Linked DNA regions of Bicyclus anynana: region 1 is linked to region 2. Evidence: chromatin contacts called from public Hi-C data. All regions are on one chromosome and are shown on one strand. Each heading gives the region's core, a stretch centred on a gene start, on an enhancer-like site or on the middle of the called end of the contact. The rest is flanking DNA. Distances are from core to core; before and after follow the strand shown.

Evidence for each region. A called contact is a pair of places that touch in the nucleus more often than the background predicts.
Region 1: a contact with region 2 is called in a Hi-C map of whole body, with 2.5 times the contacts expected there. The contact joins the promoter of LOC112046630 here to the enhancer-like site in region 2. A contact is called at or near these places in 2 of 2 Hi-C or Micro-C datasets (whole body and whole larva).

What each region holds. Positions count from the first base shown.
Region 1 is chr22:5,857,648-5,863,480 of ilBicAnyn1.1, forward strand. It overlaps LOC112046630 (katanin p60 ATPase-containing subunit A-like 1), which reads right to left and starts at 2,024. Exons shown (of 10, transcript XM_024083333.2): 1 at 1,536-2,024. The coding sequence starts at 1,727. LOC112046628 (trafficking protein particle complex subunit 10) reads right to left here. Exons shown (of 17, transcript XM_024083331.2): 17 at 3,259-5,833.
Region 2 is chr22:5,807,220-5,812,603 of ilBicAnyn1.1, forward strand. It overlaps LOC112046630 (katanin p60 ATPase-containing subunit A-like 1), which reads right to left. Exons shown (of 10, transcript XM_024083333.2): 10 at 3,784-4,514. The coding sequence ends at 4,316. Among protein-coding and RNA genes, the nearest start is that of LOC112046638, 6.0 kb to the left of the region's middle. Within about 2 kb of position 2,407, at least 1 of the 8 cell types and tissues checked has open chromatin away from gene starts, as enhancers often do.

The DNA of each region.
Region 1 (5,833 bases), core at 774-3,273, 50 kb after region 2:
TTTAATAACTAGAAATCAACCAAAAATTTAAACAGTTAGCAGGATGATTTTAATTTCTTAAAATGCACACAACTGAAAAGTTGGAGATTTGACCCCGGACCGGATTTGAACCTACACCCACCAGAATCAGAGGCAGAGGTCATATCCACTGGGCTATCATGGCTCTCTGCTTTGCTTTATAAATAAATACAGTCAAATCATTGCAAAGCAGGAAGCTTGAACTTTAAACAGTCAAGTCAAATAAAGTACTTACAAGAAAAAACAGCACAGTCATGAAGTAAACTATAAAATTTTTTGCTATCAAACTTATTTTATGAAAATGTATTCGATAACATCTATACAAATATTCCTTTGTACAGATTATACTGAGTCAGAGTAGCGGACAGTAGCATTGACCTCAGACGAGTTAACTAGAAGCAATTGCTGTTTCAATGGCAGACACAATGAACTTTAACCAACAGAAAAAGATTAAGGTCAAAGTATCACAATGCGGTTTTACACAAGCTTTCAAATACAATCAGAACTTGTTGATTGTTATTTATTAATATTTTATTTTCTTTAATGTACTGCAATAATAATAAATAAGATTTTAGATTATCTACCAATATTATAAAGTACTAACTACCTCCCTGCCAAATTTGACCTATGTCAAGAGGTTTCAAGATTTTGTGACCTTTTGCATTTATATGTATATTAAGGTAACTAATCTTTTTATGCAGCAGCTTGCATCTAATGGTTATTTTATTAGTAATGTTTTTGTTATTTAAAAATATTTATCCAAGTCTATTACTGTACTCCAAATACATTTTAGGAATTTTTTTGTTTGTGTAAATCTCTGAAATGTACTGCACAGATTTTGAAGATGAAAATGATAGTGGTCATTAAATAACTTAACACTCAGACCAATAACCTGTACTGGAGTAGGTGGATCCAAGCTCCATATCACATCTCCTTTTTGTAAAGAAGCTTTGTCTTGAAGTGGGCTTTTATTTTTAAATTTTGTAATGAATACAAATGATAATTGAGTGTATTTTATAATTCAGATATATATATTTTAAGTTAGTCCTTGGCTACAATCTCACCTGATGCTAAATGATGGTGTAATCTGAGATTTAAGCAGGCTACCTTGTTATGGGTAGGATAAAATCCACACCCCTTTCAGTTTTTCCACTTCATACAGGTACACTAAATCTCTTAGCGGTACTTCTTTCAGTAGTCAAAATATAAGTCAATATCAAAAAATCATATTTAAATCAACATGTTTATTTTTAAAGCAATACAATAACATTTTAAGTAATTTGAACTATTTGTTGTGACATAAATGTGTAATAAAATAAACATGTAAACAATACCATAAAAATGTGCAAACATGTAATTGAATAAGACATCAATGAATTAAATTACAGCACTTCGTGTGTGGCCTTCTACGGTATGCCAAACAAATTAATTAACTTATCACATAAGGAAATGAGGGCCTACAGTACAAGGTTAAAGGTTTTCAAACTTAGTAATACTAATAAGCGAGTATAACTTACCAGTTGCCACTTGGACTTGCGCGTGGGGTCTGCTATGGTGATGAGGAGTCTGTGGATCATCTGAACTGTCCCTTCGTAGTACACCAATGCGGATTCATAGTTCCCCATCAGTGCCATTTCCCGAGCAAGTTTCGTGTTCTCGCAAATTTCCCCAACAGACACTGCCATTATTGCCATTCCCGCTGCATACATATAACAACTCTTTCAACAAAAATCACTCCTCCAAGTTCCTTCTGTTTGGAGTAAATCACAATAGCGCGTGACAACCAAAGGAGCACTTCTCATTTTTGACGAACCTAACCCGCGCCGATTTCATATTAAATTTATTAATCACATCAAACTATTGGTCTTGTGTATAATATAATAAATTATCTCATGACGACTAGAATTTTATTAACAAATTTTCACACACTCGGTTGGAAAACAAACCAAACTTTGTAAATTTTGATCGAAGACCGTTCACATTTCACATCACAAACACAAATTGTCATAAAACAAAGACAATGAAAATGTTGCTACATTTTTTTGTTGTCTCTTCTCATTGTCTTTGTGTTTTGTCTATGGATGACACAAAAGCTTGGCCAATACGCCAATGTTGGCGTAATATTGTACCAACAGCACACCATCGGCGTTTGTAGTCTCTGGTAAACAATAAAGATAGTGTTGTACCTGTTGTATTTATATCGAGTTTTTAATTATTCGATTTGATGTTCCATCATTACATAAAAATAAAATTGAAGTAGGTACATATCTGATTTCACTGTAATTTCAAAGTAAAAGTGTGTCTTCTCAAAGTGTTTTCTCAAGTTGGTTACACGGCACTTAGAACACAAACAACCGTTTTTAAAATTAATGGTGTTCTGTCCGGGCCGGGCGGTTCTGTGTGGAACAACTGAACCGATTTTAATAGGACTTGCTCGGTTAATGGGACTGAAAGATAGCAAAAGATAGAGATATACTGAGCAAAATATTACATACTTTTGTCTACCTTTATACCGAAAAATCCCTGGAAAAAATTATATTAGAAACTTCAGTATCATTTTTGAAGACCTATCCATAGATACCTCACTCGTATGGGTTGAATGAAAAAAAACTTTTTAAGTACGGGGGTAATCATTTTATTTTCCATTTTTGTATGAAAATCTTAATGCGGTTCACGGAATACATCTACTCACCAAGTTTCAACAGTAGGTATAGCTCTTACAGTTTCGGAAAAAGTAGCAGGACATACGGACGGACCGACTGACAGACAATACGAATCTATAACGGCTCCGTATTTGCCTACGAAAACCTATATTTATCTGTATAAAGTTGTTACGACAGCGATTAGTATAAATAAATAAATAAAAGGGTTTTTGATGATTCGAGTCCAGTTAATTGTTAGGCAGCGGCGTAAACGCCGTCACGCTGCTAGTCGAGTATGTGATTTTGTGTAATGTTTTGTGGTGTCCCTAATTATTGATCATAAATTCTATAAAATTATGTACGGCAGGGGAGGGGATTGTTAATGTATTCTAAAGAGATCCCTTAAAGCTACACCCGAGGTCACAAGTCCTGGAATTTGTTCGAGGTGTTTCCTCTACCACAAAATTATGTACCACAACTTTGTTCTCGTCGATCATAAAATATATCAAGCATTTCGTCGAGAAGCAGAAGCAGTAGAGATCGATTGATTTTATCAGAGTAACTGTAACGGGATCACAAAGAAATGAAACAAACAAAATAACAGTAAACATTTACATATATTGATAGCCATACATATTATTATTACGAAATATAAATACAATCTTCAGTTATACAGTTTGTCGATATTTACAATAACATTTCGGAAGCCATGAAAAAACTGCCGTTTACTAAAAATAAAGTACGCTATAAATGGTTATGGAATCTACCACAACGTTCATTATTACCTATACCTACTATTGTTTGTAGTATCTATACATGAGATTTATTCAATAAATCAGATGTATAACTTTATTTTAAACAAATAAAAGCTTTAAATATACTCCACACCGCTTAGCTATAATTTATATGAGTACTAAAATAAGTAGGTACTTACAAACTAAATAGATGAGTAGGTATTCAAAATATAAAAAAATAACAAAAAAAAAACCAGATTCGATGTTAAAAAATAATTGCTATTTCTACAATTACATCCCGACAATTACTTAGCTTTACTACATTGTCCAATGGAAAGGACATGATAAAAATACATGGAAAATTGGATTTCAACTAAACACTGAAATATAACTCGAGAATTCTTTTTTCTGATTATATTTTTAATGCAGACTCCTACAATGTCGCAGCGCCACCGTAGGTTAAAAACTCAAGGCCATGTGACGGTTTTTTGACTTTTTGAAAATTTTTGAATATTTGCGGGTAGTTCGCAATGTCATTTCAAGCTAATAAGATAAAGTAATTAATTTCTTTTATGTTATTCCTTTGGTTTTACATCTTCATAAGACTTACATTACTAAAACTGACGACTGGATACTACGCTATTTATAGGCGCAGTAAAAATTGGGCGGTTACTATGAAATATTTGTGATATATCTAATATATTTAAATAAGCAAATCTTGTTATTGTATGTATATTTTGAGATCTTGGTAACTTTTGGAAAGTACCAACAGAAAATGAAATAAAACAAAAACTTCAAATAATAATTTAGCGCCATCTCATTTTATGCAACCGCTATTGACCTTAAAGTAGCACTGGTTTGGTTTTATATAAACTAAAGGATATAATATCTTTTACAATATCTACATACCTATTATTTATATCTATCCTAAAAAAAGTAATAACATAAGTATTTAACAAAAAATTACAGTAAGTTAAAATAATTATGGTTTACATAATTCAACATATTCCGAGAATAATAATAATAATTAATCAAACGAGTTAGCCGTTTTTATATTTCAGTATTATGATAAAATAATACAGATTTTTGTTTGTTACTTTGCATGGTGTGATAGTACCATACCTTGGTACACCAAATGATTATTATTAGACGATAACTTTAAGAAAAATATTCCACCATAAAGCACCTATATTTTACCAATTATTGAATTTCCGAAAAACAATACACTAAAGGCAATTTCTCCCAGTAAAATTAATTGCACGATTTTAATATTTGCAATTTCGAAAAACACTTCAATTTATTGTAGAAAATATTTTTGGTAAGTTTTAACACCAAAATACATATAGTTTTCAACACATAGCAACTTGAGGCTACTGCTATAATAATAATAATATTAAAATCAATAGGTACCCTTCTAGATTCCATCCATCCAAAAGGCAAAATGTTGTGTACAATACAGACACAAAAGCCTAGACTAGGTATATGGCGGTGCTTCGATGTAATAATAAATCCAAATAAGAATCAAGAATTTTGTACTCTTATCAATATATAAATTAAATTAATCCTTTTAAATTTTAATAACCTTATAACAAGTCTTTGTTAAAGATGGCCGTAACATTTCCTTTAAAACATATTTTTATAACAAACTTGTTTTAGTAAGAAACAAATCCAAATATGTAATTAAAAAGTATAAATTAACAAATATTTTTATGGATCGCATATAATTTACTGATAGGACTATAATGTTTGAGTATCAAATATTATTAAATATAGAAAAAAACCTGTATTAGGAAAAGAATAACAATACAACAAAATGTTTTGAAGCTCCATATTAATCGCTATTTTAAGCTACTTATATACAATCTAAACATATAATATATTATTTTAAAAATAAGTAGACAGTTGAATCATTGACATAGTTACTTCACAAATTGATAATATATTATTTATCTCCAAATAAAAAAAAAAACATTTTAAAATCATATACAGCAAACGTGGACAGCGCCAAATAGCACCTAAAAACTAAACATTGCACCTAAATAAGGACTATGCTTTTATTGTGAGATACACATAACTCGCCGTAAGGATTATTTAAAATGGATATTCTACAATAACTCTCACAATCAAACTCAAAGGTATGACAGAGAGTGTTATTGTTTAGATATGCACAAAAAGTCCATGGCAGCGAATTTTCAAATTGTATATTAAAAGTACTTGAGATAAATTATTTGATGTATCAGTCACATTACTTTACATATTTAATTAATTAGTTAAATTCTTGCTAATGAGACATAAATCTCACAAACTTATGGGAACTATATCAATGACACACAAAATAGTGACAATAGAAAAGAAGTACATAAGTATAAGACACTAAGGGCCTGTGTCACTATCTTCTGGTATGTTTCGGATAGCTTAATCACAAATTTTGTCCTCATG
Region 2 (5,384 bases), core at 1,157-3,656:
TACATTTAATGTTTTATTATTTCAAAAATTGAGCGAATGATACACATGCCAAACATACATTTCAAATTCTTTTTTTTATTAAATAACATATTATTAAACATTATTGACAAATTATAAAAAAATCTATAAAAGTACATAATATAAATTAGTTATGGCATAAAATTATTCTAAACTAATAAATCTCGTAAATAATCTAATTTAAGTACAAAGATCACGGTAATATTTATTTAAATACAATAACAATGAATGTGATGACAGATCTCACGCGAAAACTGTGTTATTTTGTAAAATATTAACCGCTATGTTTATTAACCCAATACATTAACGACTAAACGAATGTGTTGATCATAAAACAACGATAAATAAGCAAAGATCACTAGTCAGTCAAAGATTAAATTAAACAGACGGTATATTGTTACAGATATATTACAAAATGGAAGAATTTATTAAATGATATACAACACATTCGACAAATCGTTAATATAATATTATACATACAAGTGTTTCCGCATCAGACAATCGAAGATTAGGAGACGAAAAAAATTTTAAAACGCATAAATGTTATCCACAATTAGTATAAATGATCCTCCATTTTGTACTATTAATTGCATTTTACCCCAAATTAACCTTTACAATGATACAAATTAGGTACATTTTAATTTGACGTTAGTGATATAACCTAAAAGAGACCAGATGCTCTTAGTTATATTACTGATTTATATTTTATCAAAACTTAAAACTCTGTAAATTATGTAAATTTTAATCTAGCATTACAATTTTTGTAATGCTAGATTAAAATAAAAATGTGTAAACTCAAATATGTACAAATATAATCTTATAGATATCGAATGATGCAAAAACACTGTAATAGTAGCATACTTCAAAAGCTGTAACTTGCTATACACAAATTTAACATTTCAAACAGCAAACCCAAAATTTTATTTACACAATTACATACTCCAAAGGGAATGTCGTCTGCACAAACACACATAATATATTATGGCTTACTGTGGATATGCTAAGGATTTATACTTTTCTAATACTGAAACAGTCCTTGTACAAATGGATTTTAAAGGCAGTAGAATGTCATTCAGAGACTAAAATATATTGTAGACGAAATATTGGTAAAAAAAAATTAAAGGCTTCATAACTGAGTTTAATCTTGAAAATTTCATCACACCGCCGTACCATACAGTGTTTTGTGGCAAAAAACTCATAAACGAGGTTCTCGCATATGTTTACATATACTGACATTTAATTTTTTTTTTAATACTTTAAAATACTGAAAAATGCATGCATTTGGTGGCACGGTAGTGCCCACGCAAGTCGACCAAACAAAAGCGGCACAGCCGTACTAAATTTTTCTCAAAGCAGTTTAATAATATTCATCAATTAATAGAGTTCTATTGTGAAAACAAAGAACTTCGATCTCTTAAAAATGGATGTTTTTAAACATTTAGTTTTGTCAGGGCACAGCAGCATGAGTTTTACAGTCTATGTTTACAAAAAAATAATTTATTTAATTACTCAAAATAATATTCCAATATTCTTGCACCTGAGAGGGCTTGATTTAGAAAACATGCATTAATCAAAAACAGAACACAAAAATAATACATTTATAGCCTCACCAGTAGGACTAGCATGGGACCAAGTGAAGAGAAACAGACAAAATATCGACGAATACTGACTTGTCCTGGTCCCGTCTGTATTGTCTCATCGCAATGAATGATAGCGTTATTTCCGGTAGGGCCTATATTGGTTAAAATTTGTCTATTTCTAGTCAGGAGATATGTCGTTGGTCGCATGATAGGCGTAGAGAAATATAAAACCAGATTGAAGGCACCACAAATATTTTAACCGTCTGCGCTTGAAATAAATTAGTTCGAGGTGAGGCGAGGTTTCTTATTTTTCCGACCAGGCTATAATTGTATTTTTACTGAATTATTTTGAATAATTAACAATGAAAATTTTTGTTCATATAAAATACCTACAAAATGGAATATACCAAGGAAAAACGTCTCCCGTCATATTTAATATTTTTCCACAGAGTAAAGACATGACACAAGCGATCCAAGTAAGTGAAGATCACCAAAAAATCTTTGGTGATCCTCACTCTAAAAAAATATGTTGAAATCCGGTATATTGTAGTCAGTGGCGAATCAAATTTAAAACATTAACGCACCTTGCATGTGTAGTGTCTATGAAATAAAAAACGTAACGTCAAATGAAAGACATATTGCGTCAATTCATAGACACACACAAGAACAAAGTCTAAATATAGGTAACATGAAAATAAATTTAGATCTCACTAATTTAATTACTTGTATAATTACTGATTACCTCTGACTGAATATACTTAATTACCTATTAAAATAGTAGTGGACGTTCATTGGTCGAGATGCGATAACTATTAAAATGTGTCTTTTAACCACAGTCTGTCAAACCACCAGTAGGCATTGCATGCGACGACGACATATCTTGTAACGAGATAACGTGATCGACCAATAGCGGCGTAACAGGGATGACGAAAGTTAAAGCAACTTTATAGAATAACTGTATATCTGCGATAACTACTTTCGGAGATATAAGGACATCTTTGCGGCGCTGCCTAGGATCGCTTAAATACGCCTCATATTAAATACGGTCCAATAGTGATGTCACGTTCATTAGATTTGTATGGGCGGACAAACAAAATTACAAATATCATTGTTATTTGTGCGTTCATCTTTGTATACTTCTGATAACAAAAAATGTCACACTCAATGAAAGGAAATAATCATGTATGTATCATCTAATTATGTTAAAAGATTTTTGATTGATTTTGGAATTTTATAACTTTATTTTACAAACATCCCGACATTCTTTGTTTTTTATCTATTATAATATTGACCTTATTTTCCCGAATATCTCACAAAATCAATGTATTCCAACACAGTCGTCAACCCAATTGAAGATATCCCTCTCTCTTTCGTTGCGACGGGATGAATGAGAAAGCGATATATTCGATTCGGCCGCTATTATTCCTCGTCATGAGATATCGTTGACGCACCCTCAGGCCTTAGAACGAGAGCTTGCGATAGCCAGACATTCCTCTTTTTTATGATGGTTAAAAATTTATCAGTCTATGGTCATATTACGTACTAGCCAATTATGATGTCCTTAATCCTACACCCATCTGTCACAAGTCCGGTGCATTGCTCCCAGTGTTTCCCTCTGCCACACGGCGAATCCATTGAATGCCAAGATCGTCTCTCTGGATATCATGAGGAATCATGGTCCTCAGTCGGTTAGCTTCGCGACAACCCTTTGCTGACATCCTTAAAGTTTAATCTTTAATCGTGTTTCTCGAAAGGTTGCCGCGAAGCTAAGCGACTGATATTATGCTGAAGAAATTATTTAAAAGAATTTAAGAATTTTATATTTGGACTATTGAGGGTCAGCAGGTCATGCAACATGAACCCTTGCAACCTGCTACCTTCCAAAGTCAATAAAGTCTTAACTCAATAATCGGCTACCATGTTTGATACAGTCGGATGCAATCTTTTCGACGTTTAATGGTATTTAATGGTATACAAGTCATATGCAAAGGTAGAGGAAGACTAAAGCAGAGATGGGCGAAATCTCTGCTTCGGTCTTCAGTGGCAGGGGGCAACTGGACAAAATCTGCAAGGGATCGAGAATAGGCTACTTGCCTCTTTTGTAAACAGTGTTTAAACTGAATTATGGAAGTATATTTAAACAGTAAAAAATTTAATATAAATGAAAAATATCTACGTAAAATGTGTGCCGCCGAAACACAACACATTAGCAAGTGACGTCATTCAAAGAGATAACAGCGTGATTGGCGTTTGCAGAGATATGATTATATCACGTCACCGCAAGCGCCAATCACAAACCGATGCCTTGTAGCGAATGACGTTACAGTTTGATTGGCGTTTGCGGTGACGTGATAAAAATACAATTTTGTTTTATAAAAATATTACAATTACGAGATTATTTTCACAAATAAAAATGTGATTAGAGTTTCTAGGCATCTAAACTGCCTCTGTGCAAAAAATCTTCTTAGTTTTGTACAGCAGGCGAGTAGCCTATTGTGGAAGAGCTTGGAGGAGGTCTTTGTACTAAAGGACAATCAGAATTTCTGAATAGAGGCGTGCGTTCGGCTTGTTTCGGAGACGTCACATAAACAAACTTTCGACCTTCATAAAATGCGGTATTACTCGCTATCCCAAACTCCTAGTCCAATATACATTGATAAAGTCCTCAACACCTGTATACATATAAGTCCTTGTAAGTACTGTAAAGTCTACATCAATCAAGAGGAGCCGAACTCTGTCATCCACGAGAGATACTTCTGTATGTCACCCTTGGACACGGACTTGTTGCACTTCTCCAGCGCCTGCATGAAGTCCTGCTTGGTGACGGGCAGGTCCAGCTCCTCCTTGGCCAGCTGTTTGATTTGCTCCGGCTTGAGGCCGGCTATCTTGCGGCGCATGGACATCATTGAGGCATCCCTGTAAATGAAACATACACAGATTATAGACTAATAGTGTTATCTCCGCGTGCAACGACTTGCGGTACGGACGGCTTCAGTGTGCTCGTGGCCATGCCATGGAAACTTAGAAGAACGTAAATAAAAAAAAAATGCATTATCTTTTTTATAACATAATGGATACTATACTAAAAATACCGTAGCTAGTTACTAGATGGCGCTATCACAGGCGTTCCGAAAAAAATTAGAGTAGCCTATCTATTTCCAATAATACACTGTAATCTTTGCTCGTGGCGTTCGAGCCGTCCACATCTCTTGTTGTGTAATTTTTACGGGTTACTTGGGATAGGCGGGGAGAGTGACTTGAGTATCAACTGTTGTCTTGTTACAAGTCTTTAAGCTAAAGTATTTTATGTATACGAAATATAATTAAGTCAGTTTGATGTAGTAACGAGTAGCTAAATATATTGTGAAGTGATGTTATTATGGTTAAATTTTTAATTAATTTTACTCTGATACTAAAGTTCTCATCTTATTTTAGAGCCTATTACAATAGGAAGATGGATTGCATGGAACAGAACAGTGTCGTAGCCATTCCAAATACAAAATTCAAAACTTTAAGGGTTTCACCAGCTTCATCATGCTGCTTGTACACACCCATTCTGGGTCATTCTTTGAGACTTTCAAGTCTCAAAGTCTCAAATATCTCACCAGACATTAGCAATATTAGCGTCCAAGAACCCATGCAATTTCTTAACAAAGTCCAACAGTGACCTCGGGATCGAATCGGAAGCCTCAATAGCTCAACGGTAAGAGCGGTTGGACTCATTACCGAGGGGTGGTGGTTCGATCCTCACCCTGTTGGTCTATTGTCGTACCCACTCCTAGCACA